2 separate regions of the Rattus norvegicus genome follow, and region 2 is linked to region 1. A link is a contact called in public Hi-C data. All regions are on one chromosome and are shown on one strand. The core of a region is the stretch at or near the end of the contact, and the rest is flanking DNA. Distances in the headings are between cores, read along the strand shown. Region 1 holds the start of Gcn1 (GCN1 activator of EIF2AK4). Region 2 holds the start of Cox6a1 (cytochrome c oxidase subunit 6A1).

What was found. A called contact is a pair of places that touch in the nucleus more often than the background predicts.
Region 2: a Hi-C map of mammary epithelial cells shows a contact between it and region 1, with 2.0 times the contacts expected there. The contact joins the promoter of Cox6a1 here to the promoter of Gcn1 in region 1. A contact is called at or near these places in 2 of 12 Hi-C or Micro-C datasets (the A7r5 cell line and mammary epithelial cells).

Annotation. Positions count from the first base shown.
Region 1 is chr12:46,708,222-46,715,142 of GRCr8, reverse strand. Gcn1 (GCN1 activator of EIF2AK4) reads left to right here and starts at 1,854. Exons shown (of 58, transcript NM_001168664.1): 1 at 1,854-1,871. The coding sequence starts at 1,854. Rplp0 (ribosomal protein lateral stalk subunit P0) reads left to right here. Exons shown (of 7, transcript NM_022402.2): 7 at 1-22.
Region 2 is chr12:46,919,139-46,925,548 of GRCr8, reverse strand. It overlaps Cox6a1 (cytochrome c oxidase subunit 6A1), which reads right to left and starts at 2,840. Exons shown (of 3, transcript NM_012814.1): 1 at 2,710-2,840; 2 at 2,444-2,586; 3 at 1-61. The coding sequence starts at 2,818.

The DNA.
Region 1 (6,921 bases), core at 605-3,104:
ATAAAGGCTTACTTCTCTTAAAGCTGTCTGAATTTATTTAGTTTGTTCACTTAAGCAGTTAAAAGCAAAAACTTTTTTTTTTGGTTCTTTTTTTCGGAGCTGGGGACCGAACCCAGGGCCTTGTGCTTCCTAGGCAAGCGCTCTACCACTGAGCTAAATCCCCAGCCCCTGCATCTATGTTTCTAAAAATAAAGCTCCTAGTGGCTTTGTGGGTTTTGTTTGGCTTTTTTGTTTGTTTTTGAGACAGGGTCTCCTGACTTTGTAGCCATGGCTGACCTGGGACAAAGATTTTCCCCTCCTGAGTCCTGGGAATTGAAGGTGTATGCCTGGCCTTTATTTTCTTCTGGTAGTTCTCCTTGTCCATGGGAGATATGTGTTGCAAGATACTGTATGTCCCCAGATCCCCACTTAAGAGGTCTATAGTTATGTCAACTCTGAACAGTTTAACCTTGGTCTTTAGGTCTGCTTTCTGCACTTCACTGGGTGTCCAAGCCAGTGTTTGTACTAAGTACCCTTACCACTCCAAGCTAGGGTGATGCAGGCCCCAGAGCCCCATGGTGTAAGGTTGAGGCAGGGGTAGAATGCTAGGTTTGGGCTAGAGGAGGTTAAGGTCTGAAGTCCCAGACAGTGGGCCTGGGATGATCTTTGTGACATTGTGCAAGCACCACATGGGGATTGAACTAAAGTGCCTGAGAGTTGGTTAGAAGTTGATCTCCCTCAGCTTTCTGGATGCAGTAATTACAGGCAACTGCTGTCTGTTTAGTAATAAAGTTAATACTTGCGTTTGTGTATTTAAGATGCACAGTTGAGTTTCCATGTGGAATAGGGTGCTGGCTACTGCTTTTTTTTCTAGGTTAAGGGAATTCAACTGTATTCTTGAATACAGGGACAGTTTGTAACTTGCCACTAAGGTGTGCATATAGGGTTGCTTTGTTGTAGTTGGGAGGCTACAAACAAGAGTAATGTGCTAGAAAAAGTGGTTTTAAGATTCTCTAAAATGTATTTTCAGTCATTGTGCATCACAGGTAACTAGACAAAAAGTTACCCTAGAACTATAACATCCGACCCAACAGTTGTTTGATGTCAGTTCATATAGGCATTCAATTAAGTGTCAAGTCTCTGAAAAGCTCAGGATTCTAGAACCTGGAGCTCTTTAAGTAGGTGAAGACTGAAAATGCTACGCCCTATTGCTGTCATAAATCTTGTGTGGGTCATTCACTACAGGTCTGTATAGTTTTAATTCTCTGTCAACAGTTGTCACTGCTCAGGGTTAAAGAAGCCTGGAGACCCGCATTCTCAAAGCATACTCTAGAGTCTGTAGTAAAGGGGCTAGAGAGATGGCTCAGCAGTTAAAGAACACTGCCTGCTCTTCCAGCGGTCCTGAGTTCAAATACCAGCAACCACATCTGTAATGATATCTGATGCCCTCTCCTGGTGTGTCTATAATAAATTTTAAAAAGTTAAATCATTCTCCAAAGCTCACCCCTGTCCCCAGCGGACTGTAGCCAAGGCTCCCAGAAGGACCGCGCAGCAATTCTCCGGGCATCCCTGTATCCCTCCCCCGTGCTCTAACAAGTCTTCTCTAGACTGCAGCTCTTTCCCGGAGCCTAGGAAACAGCATTCAGTGGCTCCGTGAAAGCACGCGGTGCCTGGAGGAACTCCCCGATGGGGTTGTTGGGGCTGGACCGGGAATCGCCGAGGATGCCGGGCTGAGGACAGCCAGCGTCCCCGGGCTGCAGCGCGCGACCTGCGACCGCCCTCCCGCCCGGGGGCGCCAGGCCTCCCCTTGCCGCGTGGGCCCCGCTGTGACCCGGAAGCGCTCCGGAAGCGGTTCCGGAGTGGGCGCCGGCAGGATGGCGGCGGACACGCAGGTGAGGCGGGCGACTGCTGGGCCAACGCGGCAGGCGGCGGGGCCCGAGCGCGGGTGGCGGGGGCGAGATGGCTCGGGCGGAGGCTGCGGTGCCGACGGCCGTGGAGGGCGCAGAAGGAGGCGGCAGGGGACCGGCTCGTCACCGCTCGAGGCTCGGAGCGGCCTGGGCGGGCAGAGCGACCCTGGGCTCGAGGATCTTGCCATCCGCTTGGCCTCAGGGCAGCTGGCGCTCTGCTGGGTGTGTTCGGGTCCCGGCGGTTGCAGAGCTTCCACTCGGAATCTGCCACGGTTCTCCAGAGCCCGCGGGGCGGTGCAGAGCGCCCCCCGCCCCCACTCTGTGCCCGCGCTTGGAGTGTAGCCTTTATGTCCATACGGATTCGGAGTCGAGTCTCTGGCTCGTTGGTTTCGCTAAGGCATTAGATAAATGACATCACTCCTCCAGGTCTCAGTCTTTTTATATATAGAATGGTGTTGAGATAATATCTATTTAAAAGGGCTGCTGGGAAGATTTCGTGAGACAAAGTAGTAGGGTCCCGTGTGGTCTGCTGGGTGTTACTGGGTCCCGGATGAGATTCCAGAATGTCTTCACTTGGGAAGCATCTTGACACCTTTGTGTGATAACACCTGTGGGTACATTGCAGTTCTGGGAGGCGTTGAGATTGCACCTCCACCATCTCATCCCCTTTTGTAGGCTTGTGGAAGGGTGAAAAGACAATAAAGAAGAGACATATGGGGTTGGGGATTTAGCTCAGCGGTAGAGCTCTTGCCTAGAGAGCACAAGGCCCTGGGTTCGGTCCCCAGCTCCGAAAAACAGAAGAAAAAGAAAAAGAAAAAAAAAAAAAGAAGAGACATAATTTTTTCTCCATGTCCCCATCCCATCCTCCGCTTTCAAAACAGTAGATCAAGGCCAGGCAGTAGTGGCAATACTTCTTTACTCCCAGACTTGGAAGGCAGAGGGACAGGTGGATCTCTGTGAGTTCCAGTCCAGCCTGGTCTAGTTCCAGGCAGCCTCAGCTACACAGACCCTGTCTTGAAAAACAAGCAGACAAGCAAACAAAACAACATATAGTTAAGTTGGCTTTGAACTTGTAGCCATCTTGCCTGTAACTCCCTAATGTGGGGGTTACCCTGATTTAAAAGACAGTTTGGGTCTCTGCGGTGAGATTAATCGATTTTTATGTTTGATCCCCAAGGTCAACCAAAGAGGGGACATTTAACCTGAACGTTGAAAAGGTATTTTGCAAGGGTCTCCTGTACAAGGGTTCAGTAATTTGTTTAAAGCTGCAGTGTAGTGAATCCTAAGAAGGGAAGTCACTTCTGGACGTTCTGACACCGACACTCAGGGCTTTAAGAATCCTTTCTCTAGAGTTGGGTTATTCAGTAGTAGGTCACCCTTAGGTGTGTTGTCAAAACAGCAACGCCATAAGGCCTACTTAAGTTGTCAGAATTAAATGAAATTAAAAAGCCAATGCTTCAAGCGCATTGCCCTTCAGTTCCTCACAGCAGCCACATAAGGGCAGGGGCTGATGTATTAGCCTGTCATTTCAGGGAAAGTCCTCTTTCTCGGGCAGTGATGTCTACGGAGACCCCTGTGAACTTGGAAGGCGTGACAGCTGATCTTTCCAACATCCAGTGTAAGGGCACTTAGCATATTCTTCCTCCATCTTGTGACAAGGTTCCCACTGGGTAACTTCATATTTTCCTTTGCGATGTTGGGGATCCAGCCCAGGGCCTCATGCTTGCTGGGCAAGGGATTATAGGACAGGCTCCTCCCAGCCTCATGACTTCTGATTAAGAGAAGAGCCTTGACTTCCTTTTTGAGTATGAAAAGTTTCCTGGATATTGGCGAGAGAACTAGCACCATAGGTTTAATGCTCTGTTGTTGCCCTATGTGGTAGCATCTGATTTTTTTTTTTCCTTTATCCCAGCACTTGGGAGGCAGAGGCAAGAGGATGTCTGTAAATTCCAGGTTATCCAGGACTACACTTCGAGAAGACCTTGTCTCAGAAAAGAAAAAAAAAAAAAATAGAAGTTTACTGTTACTATATTGGAAGACAGAGAGTAGTATATATGTCATCTGTTTTTCCTTTTCCCTCAGCCCTCATTGAGGTTGGTAAAGGATTTAAAAAATTATAATACAGGGCCAGCAAGATGGCCTATTGGGCAAAAGTGCTTGGTGATGTTAATGAGCAGAGTTTGACCCCTGTATCCTTGGTGGAAGGAGAGAACTGATTCCCGAAAGCTGTCCCCTGATCTCGTGCGCGCGCGCGCGCGCGCGTGCACACACACACACACACACACACACACACTCTCTCTCTCTCTCTCTCTCTCTCACACTCCATGGCATATGAGCATCTGAACAGGCGTGTAGTACACACACACATACACATGCATCCACTCCAGGCTGTGGGTGACTCAGTGGCAGAGGACTTGGCCAGCATCCACAAGACCCTAGGTTCTATCCCTGGCATTCCTCCTACAAGGTATTTTAGGGCTGAGGGCAAGGCTCAGGGATAGACTATGTGTCTGACCTGTATGAAGCCTTGTGTTTGACCCCTAGCGCAGTGAAAGCAGACCCAACAAATGGATGAGGGCATGGGGGTGGGGGGGGGAATGAAGAACATAGCAACAGTAGAAAAGTTTGGAAGCCAGAGAGTGAGAAGAAATACAGTTTGGTTGGTTGGTTTTTGAGACAGGGTTTCTCCATGTAGCCCTGGCTTTACTGGACTCTGTAGACCAGGCTGGCCTTAGACTCAGAGATCTGCTTCTGCCTCCAAAGGTGTGTATCACCACCGCCCTGTGAGATACAGGTTTTTGAGCACTGAAGGAAAGGAGTCCTGACCCGTGAGCTAGGAAACTCAGGAACCAACCTGAAATACATTGCCGAGCCTTAGAAAAGTGAAGCCAATGGGACCAGCTTTCCCCGGACTAATGGAGTTGTTTCTAGACTGGACTGGACTTGTCAGCACCACAGATAAAATAGCCTCACAACAGAGCAAATGACCATGAAATTTCAGAACTGTGGGGGAAAAAAAAGACCCAGAAGCTTGTAGAAAGAAAACCTGGTGTCCCTTCCAAAAGATGAAGGCAGAACCCAGGCATTCCTAGAGCCCCAACACAGGAGGATTAGAGTTGGAGGCCTGCTTAGGTACATAGTGCGACCGACCACGTCTGAACAAAATATGCTGGGATGGCTTTGGTCTTTCCAGCCCCAGCCAAAGGTTAGCATTCAGCGGAGAAATACAGTCGCTTCGGGATTCTGAGGGACAGTGATTTCAGCATAGAATTCTCGGTCATGACAAACTCGAATATGAGGCTAGAACCTTGTCACAGATGCTGGGATGGTTACCTTACATGCCTCCACCCAAGGGATTGCCTGCCAAACTGGGGAAGGACAGAAAGCTCGGGGAGACTCCTTCCCGATGAAGGGCAGAATTTTCTGGAATGAAGACACACAACCAAGAGTTTGAGTTGAATAATTAATAAGATTAGGAAAAACACAGCAAGCATGGTCGTGGGAAGGGCAATTATTAACTCCGGGGAAATAGGTACGCTGGGTGGAATAAGGAGCAGGGTTCACTAAATGGAGATCGGCAGTGTTTACGTGCAGTTCCAACAGCAGCCACTGCTGCTGGCTTAATATAAACCTGGGCTATTGGAGGGACGGAGAGTGCGGTGGGCTCTGGGTACAAGGCCAGGTGGCAGTAAACAAAGATCAAGAGTCCCAGTGCGAGCACCTCCATGCTCCATGGGGATAGTGGAGGTGACAACAGAAGTGCTGGCTAGGCTCAGACTTGGGGGATGGACCTGGAGTTCCTGGGCTCTTTGCCTGAATGAAAGTAAAAACAATGGAAGCTTAAAATAACTGAAGCAAGCCAGGAATGTGGCCACATTCCCTCACTCCCAGCACTCGAATGCAGGCAAATCTCTGAGTTCAAGGCCAGCTTGAACTATGTAGTGAGTTCCAGAACAGCCAGGGCCATGTAGAGAGACTACGTCTCAAGAAAACCAGAACCCCCCCCCCCAAAAAAAAATCAAAACAAGAAATAGTTTATAAGTTTGGACAGTTCATTGCTGAGAGAATTAGACCAGGAATTTAACATTAAGGAGAAAGCTGGCAGACCCAATACCCAGGACCCACTTTGTGGAACTCCCACAAGTTGTTCCCTAATCTCCACACTCATGCCTGCCTTCTCCAAAAGAAACCTGAAAGGAAAGCATTGTTCTTCGCCCTTGACTCAAGTTACTGATTTAAACTTCCTGTGAATGAACTGCCCTCAAAAACAATGTCCTCTTCCCCACTCTGAGCAAGATCGCCTCGCAGGAAGTTTGCAGACTGAGGCCCAGGAGCAGGTTTTCCCTGGTTTCTAAGAATGTTCACAAAATGCTAACTCAGATGATGGGGGCTCTGGGCATGTTGGTGCCCTTTTGCGGATCTGTTTGTTTTCAGGGTTAGTTTTGAGAACACAGATGCTGTGGCCATTGGCTTCACTTGTGTTGTGGAAGTGAGAGGCGGGTCTGTTGATGCTGCCCCTACAGGCTTATCAATGGCAGGCAATTTTGTGCTTTCAATGAGAATGCACTGGTCGACATGCTAGTCCCGTGAGGTAAGAGCTGTTAACTGCCGTGGTTGGAGAAACTGGAGATCAGAGCTGACGTTGTTTGAGCTGGTGTCCACAGCTAGTGAGAGCAGAATCGGGGTCCAGCTTCATAGTCTCCCCCTTCAGCTGTGTGTGCTTCTCTTCTGCCAGAATGGCCAGGGTCCTGCGTTCTCCCTGGGAGGTCAGAGTGTGACCTCAGAAAGGGAGGGCCTGCTGGGTACACAGCCGGCCTCCCAAGAGCCCACATCTTGCCCATCTTACCTAGAGTTCGGTTTATCTGGGTCAGGTGGGAAGTATACAGAAAGTAGCTTCTGAGCGTGGTTGGAGAGAGCTTGTCCGTTGTTCTTAAACTTACTTAATCTAAAATCAGAAATAACATTTTTAGTTCTGGTTAGTTCTAGATCTCTGCCTAAGTAGAATAATTGTTTCCTGGGATCATAATCAGTTATT
Region 2 (6,410 bases), core at 1,591-4,090, 210 kb before region 1:
GAAGCGGGTTCATGTGAGGATTGTGGAAGAGGGTATGGTTACCATCTCCCCAGGGGAAGGGCTGTGGAGTGAAGATGGCAATTAGATGTTTCCCGAAAACGCTCACAAACAACTTGCCTGCCAACTGCTTGAAACAGATAAAACAAAATCCAAACGGAAATTTGTCCTTTACTGGCATAATTTCAACTGTCCCATAGTTTTTCTTGTTAAATTTTTTATGTACTTTAATTTATTTATGTATAAACACTATGTCTTCACCCACACAAAAGAGGGATTCAGATCCCATTACAGATGGTTGTGAGCCACCATGTGGTTGCTGGAAATCGAACTCAGGACCCCTGGAAGAGCAGCCGGTGCTCTAACCACCGAGCCATCTCTCCTCTGAAGTGGCTAGTAGTAAAGCAAGCTCCAGGGAAGGAGATGGCTCAGCAGCTAAGGCCATGTACTGCTCTGCCCATGAATAGAACAAGTTTGGTTCCCAGCATCCACACCAGGCAGCTCATAACTGCTACTACTCCAGCCCCAGGGAACCTGAAGCCCTCTTTGGCTCCCTTGGGCATCCACATGCACACACGTAATTTAAAAGAAATTAAACCTTAAAAAACATAAGATGTTGGAAAGATGGCTCCGTTCATCAGACTTGCTCCTCCAAAATTCTCAGACATCAGATCAGGTGTCTCACAACTGCTGCCGGGATCTCACACCTCTGACCCCACAGACACCTGCACTCACAGGTACATATGTACACACATAGGTATCTATCCATAATCAACATTTTTAATATAAGAAAAGCAGTTCCTAGCTTCCCCTGGAAACTGCTCCAGCCAGGATTGTGCCATCAAGGTGTGGCCCTTCCTGTATCAGAAGGGCGATGGCAGACGTGGATGCTTTTTAATGCAGGACCAGAAAACTGCAACCAAGATTCTATCCTTTTCCTCAGTACCTTTTGTTTTGAGTGTGCATGTATACGGCCACTGTCAGAGACCACTTGTGTGTGGGTTATATAGGTTCTCCCCTTCTGCAGTGGGTCCCAGACATTGATGCACCGTCTTGGGCTTGCTAGCTCCTTCACCTGCTGAGCATCTTTGAAGCCCTGATTTTTTTTTTTTTTTTTTTTTTTTTTTTGTTGAAGCAGGGTTTCTTTAGCTAACCTTAAATCCTACATAGACAGGCTGACCTAAAAATTACAATGATCCTCCTGCCTCTGCCTCCCAAGTGCTGAGATTAAAGGCCTGTGCTACCATGCCGGCTTTATTTTTTATTACGATCATTAGTACTCCTCCTCCTCCTTTGTGGGCATATGCACAAAAGTATGAGTGTACCACAGAAGCCAAAGACACCAGTCCCACCCCCATATGGAGCTAAAGCAAGTTGTGAGCTACCCACCTGGGCACTAGAAATTAAAACTGGCTCTTCTGTCCGTATGAGCAGCACCACTCTAAACCACTGAGCCATCTCTCCAGTTCCTTCCCACCATGTTTGAAAAGCACTGCTCTTGGCCAATAGCTCACAACCATTTTTGGCTATCTGTGATAACCTCTTTGGCCCAAGATAACCTACTTCATAACGAAGCAGAGAATGACCATGAGCTACTGATTCTCTTATTTTCAGCCCCCAAGTGTCAGGGGCGAGACATGCGCATTTTCTAGAGGCAGTTAGGCCGGGGTACTACTGCCACCTACTGGGCAGAGGCCAAGGCAAGGATGCTGTGAAGCACCTTTTTCTCACCCATAACTGCCCTGGAGCTCACTATGTAGACCAGACTGGTCTTGAGCTCAGGAGATATGCCTGCTTTGGCCTCCCAAGTGCTGAGGCTGTACACGAGTGGGATCGAGCCTCGTGGGATGTAAAAATCTAGATTAAGTTTCTGCAAGGCTAGTCCTATGTGAATTAGGTGATACAATTTAAGGAGCAAATAAACAGCCTTGTTAAAAATTCATCGAGAGGGGTTGGGGATTTAGCTCAGTGGTAGAGCGCTTGCCTAGGAAGTGCAAGGCCCTGGGTTCGATCCCCAGCTCCGGAAAAAAAGAACCAAAAAAAAAAAAAATTCATCGAGAGACATTAAAACTGTCTACACAAACCGGCAGTCTGTGCTCAAGCCTAACGCCCGGATTGTAAATCACCTTCAGGATCTGCCTCTATAAAAGGACACCCCAAAACTACAAGCTTTCATTCAGGAAACAGCATCTGAAGTGCACCAGAAGACAAAAGATGACAAATTGGGGGAGTTGAAAATCCAGGACCATTTATTGTGCGGCTTTTTAAGAAAATTAAGCCGCGACCCACAAACTGGCTTCCCTCATGTAAAACGAGAGTAAATAAAATGTTCAGTCTGCGCGGATAGACAGGCAGCCGAGATCCTAGCGCACCAAGGGCTGGGACTGGGGAGTGGACAACCCAGAAATAACGGACGCTTGAAGGACAGCAGAGGCGCAGCGCGTACCTTAGTCCTGATGCGGAGATGGGGGTAGGCGACGAACTCGGGTCTCTCGTGCTCTTCGTGTCGCGACTTCAGGAAAACGTTGAGCATGCTCACTCCCACCCCGGGCAGCGCCACGAAGTAGGTGAGGGCCTTCCAAATACGAGCTGCAGCGGGGCCAGAATGTCAGCCTCGGCCGCTCCCTCCCGCAAGGCCTCCCGCCAAGGTCACGGCCCCGCCAGGCCGCGTGCCAGCCACTGAGGCCCCCACGCCCACCCGAGCCCCGGTACCTGAACCCTCCTCGCCGTGGGCGCCACTCGACATGGGCCGCCCCACCCGTGGGAGGGCCCGGCCCAGCAGCCCAGAGACTCGAGACGCACTCAGCACCGCCGACGCCATCTTGGAACTACCCCGGCGCGCCGGAAGCGGAAATGGGGGTCCCCGAAGGGGGCGGGACAGAGACGCCAAACGAAGTTTCATTGGGCAACGCCTTCTCACTGGCCAGGAATTGTAGCGCCTGCGCACATTTTCGGTCCTGGTCCAAACCCTCGGGGCGGCACGAGTGAGATTGCGCATGCGCTTCATACCTGTGCCCCACCTCCCTCCTCTGCTGCTGGGTGAGGATGTTCGCTGAATAGAGCTTCTGTGAGATATTTTTTTGTTTTGTTTTTAACTGCTACCTTCTTTGGAGTCCCTGGACAGGATCTGAAATGCCGAGAACAAATGACGTTATCGGAAGCGCCATTCTCCTTTCCTCGCTGACTTCTAATTCCGCGATTTCCAAGGCACCCGACACCCTTGTCATCACTCTTAAAGACCGTTGTTATTCTCTTCTGTGACGCCCTATATGGACTGTAAAGTCCGTGGTGCTTAGATTTTGCCAGCGCTGCATTCCCAGAGTTACCCGAAATCAAGTAGCAGGTGCTTTATGCAATTTAATGAATATATGAATTATGAATCCATGAATTAATGAGTCAATGAATAGCTCCTGGACCCAGAAAGAACCCTGGAATTGGTGCCAGAAAATCTGGACTTTGTTTCAGCTCCATATCCTCAGCGATTGGCCAATGGTCCTGCTCTCTCCCTCGAATTCTACAAACATCTGTTAAATTTCGTCTGTAGAACTTTTTAAATATCTGCTTTCTTTTTTCTTTCTTTTTGTCTAAACGCCTTTTTAAAGATAAAAGTTTTTTTTTTTAAAAAGGCTGGAATGCCAGGTGTGGTGGCATCTTGGAGGAAGACGATGGGACTGATCCCAGGATAGCCTCTTTCTTCTACCGAGAGTTCCAGGCTGTCCAGGGGCTGCATAGTGAGACCCTTCTCCATGAAACAAAAACAACACAACACGGGAAGCATGGTGGCAGGTGGCTCATAATCCCAGCAAGAGTGAGATGGGTCAGGAGGATTGTTGTGAGTTAGAGACTTGCCTGGGCTGTAAAGTGAAACCCTGTCTCCACCCACACACCCCCAAGTTTAAAATGTATGTGTATATGGCACAGTTCTGAGAGACCGAGGAGGGAATCTCTAATTAGAGGCCACTCTGGACCACATATAGAGTCTGTGATTAGCCTTGTCTATGGTATGAGACCCTATCTCAAAATAACAAAAGGAGGTAGAGGCAGCAGACTCATGCTTGATGAGTTCAAGGCCATACTGAACTATATGAACAATTAAAAAAAAAAAACAGGTGTATTGCTGGATGGTGGTGGCACACACCTTTAATACCAGCACTCAGGAAGCAGAGGCAGGTGGATCTCTGAGTTGGAGGCCGGCCTGATTTACAAAGTGAGTTCCAGGACAGCCAGGGCTACACGGAAAAACCCTGTCTCAAAGGTGGAGAATTCCGGCACCACCTTTGGCCCTCACTTGCTTGTGTGATCTTGGGCAACCCCTGCCCTTTGCCTTGCTTTGGTTTCCTCCTTGGTACATCGGGAATGGTAGGAAAGAAGATTTCTTCAAGGGGCATTCATTAAAACCTCGTATTGCTCTAAAAAAAAAAACAAAAAAACAAAACAAAAAAAACAAACAAAACCCTGTCTCAAAAACCCACACATACATACAGCAAAAAGATGTACGTTTAATTATGTATTGGATCTTGTGTGTATTGGGTCATGTGTGTGTGTGTGTGCCTCAGAGGCAGAAGGTGCCAGGTACCTTAGAGCTGGTGTTATGAAGGGATGTAAGTTGCCACATGTGGGTGCTGGGAACCAAACTGGTCTTCAGCAAGAGCAGCAAGGGTCCTTCACTGGCCATCTTTCCAGCTGTAAGTATTTAATAATTTAAAATACCTTAAATTATAGCACCTTTCTCCAACCCCCTGAACTAGGTTTTTTTCTTTTTTTAAAGACTTATCTAAATGTATATGTGTCTTACTGTTTGAGCTTCGTGAATGTGCATCATGTGTGTGTAGTACCTGTAGATGCCACAAGAGGGCGAAAGAATTTCTGGAACAGATACAAACAGTTGTGAGCTCATTCCCGTGGGTGCTGGGAATGAAACTACACTCCATTACAAGAGCAGTAAGTGCTGTTTACCAACTTAGCCATCTCGAGCCCCTAAACCTCACCTACATAAATGCATTCATAGCAGAGCCATAGAGATATAGCTCAGTGGTTAAGAGCACTGGCTGTTCTTCCAGAGAACCTGTGTTCTAGTCCCTCCCAGCATACTCATGGTGACTTATAACCTTCTTTAACTCCAGCTCCAGGGGAATCGCACTCTCTCTGGTCTCTGAGTGCACATGTACATATATGGCGCAAAGGCATGTACTTGTGTGCAAAAAATAAAACTCTTGCAGAGTATAGTGGCACGTTCCTTAAATCCCAGCACTCAGGAGGCAGAGGTAGGCAGATCTCTCTGAGCTGGAGGTCAGCCTGGTCTACAAAAGAAATGCTGGGCCAGCCTGGTCTATGAAGCAAGTTCCTGGCTAGTGGGGGAGGTCAGGGGGAGGGGCTACACAATAAGACCTTGTCTCCAATAAATTTTTAAAAAAAGCTTTATAAAAAAATCCATTCGGGGGGCTGGGGATTTAGCTCAGTGGTAGAGTGCTTACCTAGGAAGCGCAAGGCCCTGGGTTCGGTCCCCAGCTCCAAAAAAAAAAAAAAAAAAAAAAAAAAAAAAAAAAAAAAAAGAACCAAAAAAAAAAAAAATCCATTCGGGGTTGGGGATTTAGCTCAGTGGTAGAGCGCTTGCCTAGCAAGCGCAAGGCCCTGGGTTCAGTCCCCAGCTCTGAAAAAAAGAAAAGAAAAAAAAATCCATTCATAGTTTAACAGGCAGTGTCAGGGAGAAAGATAACTATATGTCAGGCCCCCTTGGGTCCTTATGCCTCAGATTAAGAACTCTTGGCAAGGCTAGGTATGGTGGATCACACCTGTAATCCTGGAAGGTGTGAAGGTTGAACAGGAGCCCTTAAGTTCAGGAACCGTCAGACAATCTATGCATAGCCTCGGATGACTGAACTTAGACAGTCAAGAAAAATAAGACTGTAGGTACAAAGAATGGGGAGTAGTTTTTGTTTTTTGTTTTGTTTTTGAGACAAGGTTTCTCTGTGTAGCCCTGGCTGACCTGGAACTCACTCTGTAGACCAGGCTGGCCTCGAACTTAGAGATCGATCTACCTGCCTCTAACTCTCACTGGGATTAAAGGCATGCATCCATCACAACCCGGCTGTTGTTGTTGTTTTAAGAGAGTGTCTTACTGGGGTTGGGGATTTAGCTCAGTGGTAGAGCGCTTGCCTAGCAAGCACAAGGCCCTGGGTTTGGTCCCCAGCTCTGAAAAAAAGAAAAAGAAAAAAAGAGAGAGAGTGTGTCTTACTATGTAGCCCTGTCTGGCCTGGAACTCACGACATAGACCAGGTTGGCCTCAAACTCACCGTAATACAACTGTCTCTGCCTCCCAAGTGCTGGGATTAGAGGTGTGATTCATCGAACTTACTGAATGTGTATTATCTTGAGCCCTCACTCTTGTGCTTAAATCTATAGTAAACAGCTTT